2 separate regions of the Rattus norvegicus genome follow, and region 1 is linked to region 2. Evidence: chromatin contacts called from public Hi-C data. All regions are on one chromosome and are shown on one strand. Each heading gives the region's core, a stretch centred on a gene start, on an enhancer-like site or on the middle of the called end of the contact. The rest is flanking DNA. Distances are from core to core; before and after follow the strand shown. Region 1 overlaps Slc44a2 (solute carrier family 44 member 2). Region 2 holds the start of Ap1m2 (adaptor related protein complex 1 subunit mu 2).

The links. A called contact is a pair of places that touch in the nucleus more often than the background predicts.
Region 1: a contact with region 2 is called in a Hi-C map of liver, with 8 times the contacts expected there. The contact joins the enhancer-like site here to the promoter of Ap1m2 in region 2. A contact is called at or near these places in 12 of 12 Hi-C or Micro-C datasets (the A7r5 cell line, the Rat2 cell line, Schwann cells and 7 more) and 1 of 1 datasets of contacts at active chromatin or transcription factors (oligodendrocytes).

The regions. Positions count from the first base shown.
Region 1 is chr8:28,178,222-28,182,353 of GRCr8, reverse strand. It overlaps Slc44a2 (solute carrier family 44 member 2), which reads right to left. Exons shown (of 22, transcript NM_001134715.1): 21 at 3,421-3,505; 22 at 858-2,203. The coding sequence ends at 2,097. Among named protein-coding and RNA genes, the nearest start is that of Slc44a2, 16 kb to the right of the region's middle. Within about 2 kb of position 2,268, at least 10 of the 93 cell types and tissues checked have an H3K27ac peak or open chromatin away from gene starts, as enhancers often do. A contact at or near this core is called in Schwann cells and liver, where this site is marked.
Region 2 is chr8:28,130,494-28,134,555 of GRCr8, reverse strand. It overlaps Ap1m2 (adaptor related protein complex 1 subunit mu 2), which reads left to right and starts at 1,914. Exons shown (of 12, transcript NM_001108996.3): 1 at 1,914-1,988. The coding sequence starts at 1,947.

The DNA.
Region 1 (4,132 bases), core at 1,019-3,518, 47 kb before region 2:
TGCTATTTTGAATGTGTAGGTGCCATTCAGGTGCTGGGCATAGAACCAGGTCCTCTGGAAGCAGCAGCCAGTCCTCTTAATAGCTGAACCATCTCACTTCAGTTTGCAGCTTTAAAAATAAGCAAAGGGGTTGGGGATTTAGCTCAGTGGTAGAGCGCTTGCCTAGTAAGGGCAAGGCCCTGGGTTCAGTTCTCAACTCCGAAAAAAAGAAAAAAAATAAAAACAAGCAAAAACAACAGAAAAAGAAACAACTTTTTGTGTGTGCTAGGGCGTGTGGAGCTCACAACTGTCTATAATTCCAGAGGACCCTAAGCCCCACTTCTGGTCTCTGAGACCAAGGAGGCATAGGCATAGGGCACAGATATACATGCAGACAAAATGCCCAAAAACATAAAAACAATTTAAACAGTAAATGTATCCTGATCTTTCGAAGGAACCAGTCGATTTCCAGCCTTGACAAGGGGCCTCATGACCTCTAGTCCAACCCCAGGGGCTCCAATGCCTGCTGCTGGTCTCTATGGAAAACTGCATCCACATGGCATACACTCACCCAGAAACACAGAAGCTACAAAATAGACTAAAGGAATATGCACTTCCCTCCACTGTGACGCTTGGTGCAGGTGCAGGGTCCGCCTGTGTCCAGGGCAGTTACTGAGGGGAGGAGAGGAGAAGCAAGCGGCTGTTCCTGGACCCTAGGAATGAGTGGAAGCTTTTTTTCACTAGGGTCCTACAGGAGCCAACAGAAGCTGCAGGGCACGCTTTGGCAGTAAACTCCAGGCTGTTTTCTATCTCTCCTTCCCTCTGAGATACCCTCCCTCCCACAGCATCCCACATCCCTATTAACCACACCAGGTCAGTATCTGTACAAGAGGCACTTTATTAACTGGCTGGAATGCAATTACGTAAGCACAGGGCAGGGCATACAAGAGAAGGGTGGGGCGCGATGGCACACAGGCAGGCATAGGAAAGCCTGGGCCTCCAGGCTGGGAGCCTCTGGTTTCCAACATCCTGGTATCTCACGGATAGCCATAGTGGGGTGAGGGGAGGGTCTTAGCATATGATAGGTAAAGTGAGGAACCAGTCTACTGGCCCCCAAGATTAAGAAGTTTGGCAAACAGAGTCTCTAGTTTCAAGTGAAAGAAACCAGATAGGCCTAGTTAACTTGGAATACACAACACACCCACACCTCATCCCCTGAAACCATCCCTTGGGTGAACTTCAGTTTCTTTCCTCTCACAAAGAGGGCAGTGTGTATTACTGGAAGAGAGAGGGGTGGGGAGGCAGACCCTATTTTCACTCATTTTCCAACCTCAAGTTTTCCGTTTGGAAGCCATCAGTCAAAGGTACTCTGTAGGATCTAAGTACAGAAGCCTGTTTTCCAGAGCCACTCCCAACCCCCACCACCGCTCTCGTTCCTTGCACAGGGCCCTCCTCCCGGATGGATGTTTATCTGGAAAACTCCTCCAGTTCTGGGTACACACTCCTTCCTGTGACCCCAGCCACCCCAGGCTGGAGGTGGGGTTACATGTGAAGGCACTCTTGGTGACTCCACTCAGCTATGGAGCCTGGTGGAAGAGAAGCAGGTGGGCCTCTTACCGTCTGTCTAGGCTGCAAAGGACTAAGAGTGAGACATGTTATTTGTTGGCCCTTAGGCGACATCAGCCAGTCGTGGAGATCCAGTTTTATTCTGGCTAGGAAGCTTGGAGCTAGTGTTCATTGAGCTCGTCTCATCCAGTCTTCCCCTCTTGGCCAGAAGGGTTACCGAAATACAAAGAAGTTGGCTGCACACATCCTCGGGCCATCTCCCATCCTCAACTTCAAGTCGCTTCGCCATATTGGCACCGTCTGAGCCAGCAAGGATTGGAGAGACCCATTCTGTCCCATTTCCCAGGGCTGCACCGAAAACTCCCAAGTGCCCTTTGGCATAGGACAGAGATGCCCCAATTCCTCTGGGTCCCTGGAAATGGGGACTCGGGGAGGGTGGCAGAGAGGCAGTGATGTGACGTTACACAAGTCTGATGAGCTGGGAACTGGGACCCAGCTGCACAGCAAGCACCGGATCACAGCGTCCTGAGAGGGCTGGGCGGCAGGCATCTTTAGGATTCTGCTACTTTCTTGTTGGTTTTATTCAGGAGTTTCTTGAGAGTGGAAGACATGAAGTAAGGCCTCTCGGCTGAGCCGTCGTTTCTCTCCAGATCCTCCACTGTGGACAGAGCCCCAAAGCACGTGATGTGAGAGGGAGTTGACAGGAAGGCGTGGGGGTTGGGGACGGGGAACAGGGGAACAGAGGGCCGTAGAGAAGCCTCAGGGTTAGAACGCAACACACAGGAGCACAGGGCGTAGCAGCAAAGGTCTGTTACCCAAGGTATTTAAGAAGCCGAAACAGAACAACGCCAGCCTCAAGGCCTGCTTTCACTACCTTAAGGTCAAGGCCAGCCTGGGCAACCGAGTGAGACATTGTCTCAAACTACAAAGTTAACAAGGCCAGGGCTTAGTTTAGTGGCAGAACACTTGCCTAGCATCCCCCAGCGAGGGGCTGGGGACAGCTACGGCCTAACATTACCCAGAGAGGGGCTGAGAGCGTGGCTCAGGGGCTGAGCCCCTGCCTAGTCCCCCCACCCTCCAAGAGACTGGGGGCGTGGCTCAGCGGCTGAGTCTCCGACTAAACGCCCCAGTGAGAGGATGGATGGGCTTTCGGCTCCGGGATAGGATGACTGCCTAGTTTTGCAAAAGAAAGGGATGAGGAAGGACTACAGGAGCCCCACGTTCCCAGTCAAAGAAGCACCATCACATGCACAAACCCGGTCTCCAGAGGCCCACTGGCCAGCTTGCCAGTCTCCCTCACTCTCTACTCCTCCTCAACTTCCTCCTGCTTGCCCGCCTGCGAACTCCCCTTCAATAGGATGTCTTTCAGCTCGGGCGACATGAAGTAGGGTCGCTCCTGAGAGCCGTCATTCCTCTCAAGGTCCTCACCTGGGCCCCCCAGGAACCAGCAGGGGTGGAAAATAGGGTGGTCAGGAAAGAAGGGGGTTGGAAAAGGGAGGCAGAGGAAAAAACGGAAAAGAAGCCAGCAGGCATGGGGGGGAGGAAGGGGAGGAGGAAGAAAAAGACACGTGGAGACCAGAGTTAGTGGCACCCATGAACCCTGCACTAGTCCCCAACAAAGCCAGAAATTTCAAAGCCACAGACCCAGGGGATAGAATATTCCAGCTATGTCTGGACAGGCGGGTGAGGAACAGTTAGCTTGAAGTGTGGTGAGGAGGCCAGGAAGGCATGCGTGGGCCTAGAAGGAACACCTCTGGCCCTGGGGGACTCTGGGGTGAGGGTGGCTTTGTGCTTTCATTAGAGGGAGGCATTTCCTGTCCTCTGGGGAGAAGGAAGTCAGGGCCCCTGGTGTGCTGAGATAAAGGGGTCACTCACAGAAACAGAGGAACAGTGTGTCCACGCACATGCCATAGACGCTGAAGAAGCCGTGCGCGATCAAGTAGGAGCCAATGATCACTGTCTATTCAAGAGAAAACATCGTTTTTCCAGCTGGCCCCATCACTGTCCTCCCTAGGCTGAGAAACCTCTTACTCTCATGAGCCAAGAGGCAGACTGTATTTACAGAATTCATGGCAATCCCCCTGCCTCATCTTTGAAACATCTGTTTACCTTTTACAAAACATTTGTGCAAGTATCTTGCTGGCATGTTTATATGTGTAGCCTGATAACCCAGAGCATCAGAAGTTGCCAGATCCTCTGGGGCTGGAGGTGAGGACTGAACCCAGGCCCTCTGCAAGAGTAACTGTCCTCTTAACTGCTGAGCTGTCTTTCCAGCCCTAAAAACATTTCCCTCTCAGCTTCATGTGTGGTTCATGCCTTTCATCCCAGCACTTGGAAGACAGAGGCAGGGGGATCTCTATGAGCTCAGGACCAGCGTGGTGTACACAGAGTTGCAATCTGGCCAGGATTACATAGTGAGACCCGGTCTCAAAATAAATCATTTATTTATTCGTCATGCCAATGTGGCTATGATGAGTAAATCACTTCCTGTTTTCCCTCATTTTAGTTTTGATTCTAGGTACGGGCACAGGCACCTAAGAGCAATTGCTCAGGGAGGCCAGAAGAGGACATCAGATCACCTGGAGCT
Region 2 (4,062 bases), core at 665-3,164:
AGCACCACAAAAACGGAGCATAATTGTGGATTCCTGTGATTCCCCAGCACCGAGGCAGATAATGGTTTCCAGGCTGTCTGGAACTATATAATAACACTAATAACAAAAGCAGACAAACAAAACCGTTGGATGACTGTACCCTCTTGGAGCTAACCTTCGGGCTCCTTATCTTGCCAAGCGAAGCTATCAGCAGCTCTCTGGTTCCCTCAAACGGTTATCCAGAAAATGATGGCTTAGTTTAGCGGGTAGAGTTTGCCTAGCATACCCAAAGTCCTGGGTTCCACCGTTCAGGAGTTCAAGATGCTCCTGTGCTGTAGAAGGCTTGGGCTAGACGGGTCTTTAAAAAGGGTGTAGGTGTGGTTATCTGTAGCGTTTCTTCTTGGAAGGTATTTATGACAAGCGTGAAGATTACACAACTACTAGTAAGGGTTAGGTGGAAGAGTTGGGAATTTAAGGTTAGTCTGTCCTATACATGGAGGCCCCGGTCAAAAACATTAAGGGCTGGGGGTATAACCAGGGGCACAGTGCTAGCCTGGCACTGGCAACGGTGGGCATTCAATCCCCCTAGGGCCGTAAAAACAACCAGAATAATGGAAGAGTGGCTTGTTAACCTGGCTGTGTGGTCCTGAGACAGACTGACTGTGCTCGGCTCGTAAGCTCTTCATACAGGCCCCATCTCTGCTTTAAGACAATTCCCGTGGGCGATTCTCATAGCTCCATCTGGACTCTGGGCCTGATAAAGGTCGGCGGCAGCCACGATGCCCAAGCGGGCTTTGTCGCCCCCTGGCGGCCTCTCAGGAAACGTTTCTTCCACAGCGGAGCGCTATGCTTAGGCTTGGTTAAGGTTTGGAGTGGTTTTGGTTTTTTTGTTGTTCCCCCCAACACACACACTACCCTCCGCAAAACGGTATCCCAGCAACGGGAAAGTAGAGACAGAACGATCTTGAATTTAAGGATAGCTTGGGCTTTAAAAAAAATGAATGAAATTAGAAAACAAAAAACAAAGTCAGGCCTGGTGGCTCATGACTGTAATCACAGAACTTGTAAGGCTGTGCCGGTCTGGACCACATAATGAACTCTTCTAGAATTAACAACACAACACAACACAAACGATAAGCAAAAACAAACAAACAAAAAATTACACAGGCGCCTTTAATCCCAGCAGACACAGGCAGCCAGCCTGGTCTACAGAGTGAGTTCCAGGACAGCTACGGATACACAGGGAAACCCTGTTTTGAAGAAAAAAAAAAAAAACCCAAACCAGTCAATCAATAACAACAACAACAACTATAACAGAAAGTAGTAAAATGTATAGTGTGAGAAGGATTACATTACTGAACACCTAGTGGTGGGCACCGGGTCACACATAGAAAACAGGCAAAGTCCTGTTGATACTGTAGGTGTAGGTGATTGAACAAGCTATACAGACACATGAACAGACGGATGCCCTGGTGGGTGGGTGGATGCGTGGGTGGGTTAGTAGATGTTGATGTGAATGTGTATATGTATGTGGGAGGGGGTGAGGGATGGATAGCTGACTGGAATGGGAGTGTGGGTGGAGACGGGGTGGGCGGATAAGAGGATGAATGAATAGACGTACGGTGGGCGAGGGGGGCGGTGGGTGAGTTGAAGGATCAATGGATAAATGTCCTGGAGTTTCACCATCCACCCAGGCATTCCTGATCCCCAAAGAAACGTGGGTTAGGGCTGCAGTCGCACCTCTGTTCTGCCTTTCCTAGCTCTTGGAGCAGCCTTGGCATTTGCTGCCGACCGTGCCGCTCACCTGGCGGCCTCCCCTTTAAGACGCATTCACCTGGCGGCCTCCCCTTTAAGACGCGCTCACCTGGCGGCTCACCTGGGCGAAGGCGCTTCCGCAGGAAGAAGGAAGCAGCAGCGCTGCCGCCTCTGCAGCTCGCTCTCGCCTCCTAGCTTCACCGGGCGCCACCATGTCGGCCTCGGCAGTCTTCATTCTGGACGTCAAGGGCAAGGTGAGGCAGAGGGCAAGGGATCGTGGTTCGACGGGCGAGCACGAGGGCCCAGGGCACAGGACCGGGAGCTGGGGACCCGCCCTCTTCAGCCGGCATCTGTGGCAAGGGGTTTCACCTCTCTGAGCGTCATTTCTCCTGTTTGTAAAAATGAGAATAAGAAAGATATCCACCATCTGAGCGCCCTGAACCAGTGAGCACAGCCCTTCTGCAACTCCGGAGTTCAATAAATGGGCCAAGTGTAACTCTGGAGTAGAAGGCCATACCCCTATCCTTGCAAGTCGACTGTCGCTTCTCCTGTGACAATGACAGCAGTAGAGATGAAAACGAGATCCCTGTAACATAATGACACAAGGTCGTGTGCCTCAGTTGTCAGCCAGCTGGCCTAGCACACAGACCTAGGTGTGATCCCAGTGCACTGCATAAACAGTCCCAATTCCAGCTCTTGGGAGGTGGAGGCAGAGGGATCAGGAAATCAAGGGAGTTTGAATCGGGCCTGAGCTACGTGACACTCACTGCCTCAAAACCAAAACAGGCTCAACAAGCCCAGACACTGGCTGTGTAAGTCTGGTAACCTGACCCAAACCCAAGTAAAGGGGAATGGAGACAACCTACAAAGTTGTCCTCTGACCACACCCACACAGACACACACAAACACACAGACACACAGACACACACAAACACACAGACACAGACACACACGCACATGCACACACTCCATACACACAAAAAATAGTGCCTGTAAAAAGATCCAAGAAGGACAAGGAGGCCAGGTGTTTTACCATGCACCTGTCACTCTAGCTACTGTGGAAGCTGAGTCAGAGAGATGACCTGAGCTCAGGAGGGCAAGGCCAGCCTGGGCTACAATAGCAAGACAAAGAAATAAATAACCTTGAACAAGAACGGCCCAGGAGGGGAAGAGGTTCAGGTCCACCTCTCAGCTTTTTGTGGACATAGTTTTAAACCTCAGCTTCTTCAGTCTGGAAAATGGACCCAAAGACACCTACCTCAAGGCTGAGGCAGGCACTGAATTCCTCAGGAAAGGTTCTTCCTCCTCTTCCTCCTCAGTGGTGGGGGCGGAACCCAAGCTAAGCCAGCATACTGCCACTAAATTACGTCTTAAAGATTTTATTTATTTATTTATTTATTTATTTATTTATTTATTTATTTATTTAATGTATACCTAACTGTCTGTAGACACACCAGATCCCAATACAGATGACTGTGTGCCACCATGTGGTTGCTGGGATTTGAACTCAGGACCTCTGGAAGAGCAGTTGGTGATCTTAACCACTGAACCATCCCTCCAGCCCAACTAAATTACATCTTAATCCTCCTCATACTATTTAAAAATTACACTTATTTGCTCTGCCTGTGTGAGAGTCTGTTCTGTCCTATCCCCACGTGTGTGGCTTGGACCTCTGGCCACCAGGCTCGGCAGCGAGACCCTTCAACCACTGAGAACCCCTGAGTTCTCTTGCGGTCCCTCCTGTGCGGTTTAAATTTGAAATGGTATCTGGTTGAATTCCCCAGGCTGGCTTCAGATTCACTCTGGAGCTTTGCTAGGCTTTGGACCTGCTATCCTTTTGCCTCAAGCTTCCCTGCTAACTCTGACGACAGGCCCTTGGTAAGAAAGACAAGGCCCAGCACGTCCACTGATTGATGTCGGAAGGACCTCATACGCAGTAGGATGGTCCTCTACTGCTGAGCCCATGTTCCTTATTTTTCATTTATTTATTTTTTTGTCAGAACCTCATGTAGTTTAGGTTGGCTTTGCACTTACTATGTAGCCGAGGATGGCCTTGTACTTCCGCCTCTACCCCCCAAGCCCATCCCCAGCATAACACGTACTGGCAGAATGTTGATGGTGTTCAGTATGCACCCAGGACACTTTTAGCTGTGGGTGTCAGGTACCTACATAACAGGCATGAAAACCGAGGCGTACAGAGGTAGAGTCCTAGCTAGGCCCCTCACTGAATTGCACACAGAGTGTGATATGGTGACAAACACTGTGACCCCAGCACTCTAGAAACCGAGGCAGGAGGATTGAGAAGTTGAGACCAGCTGGGGCTTCGTA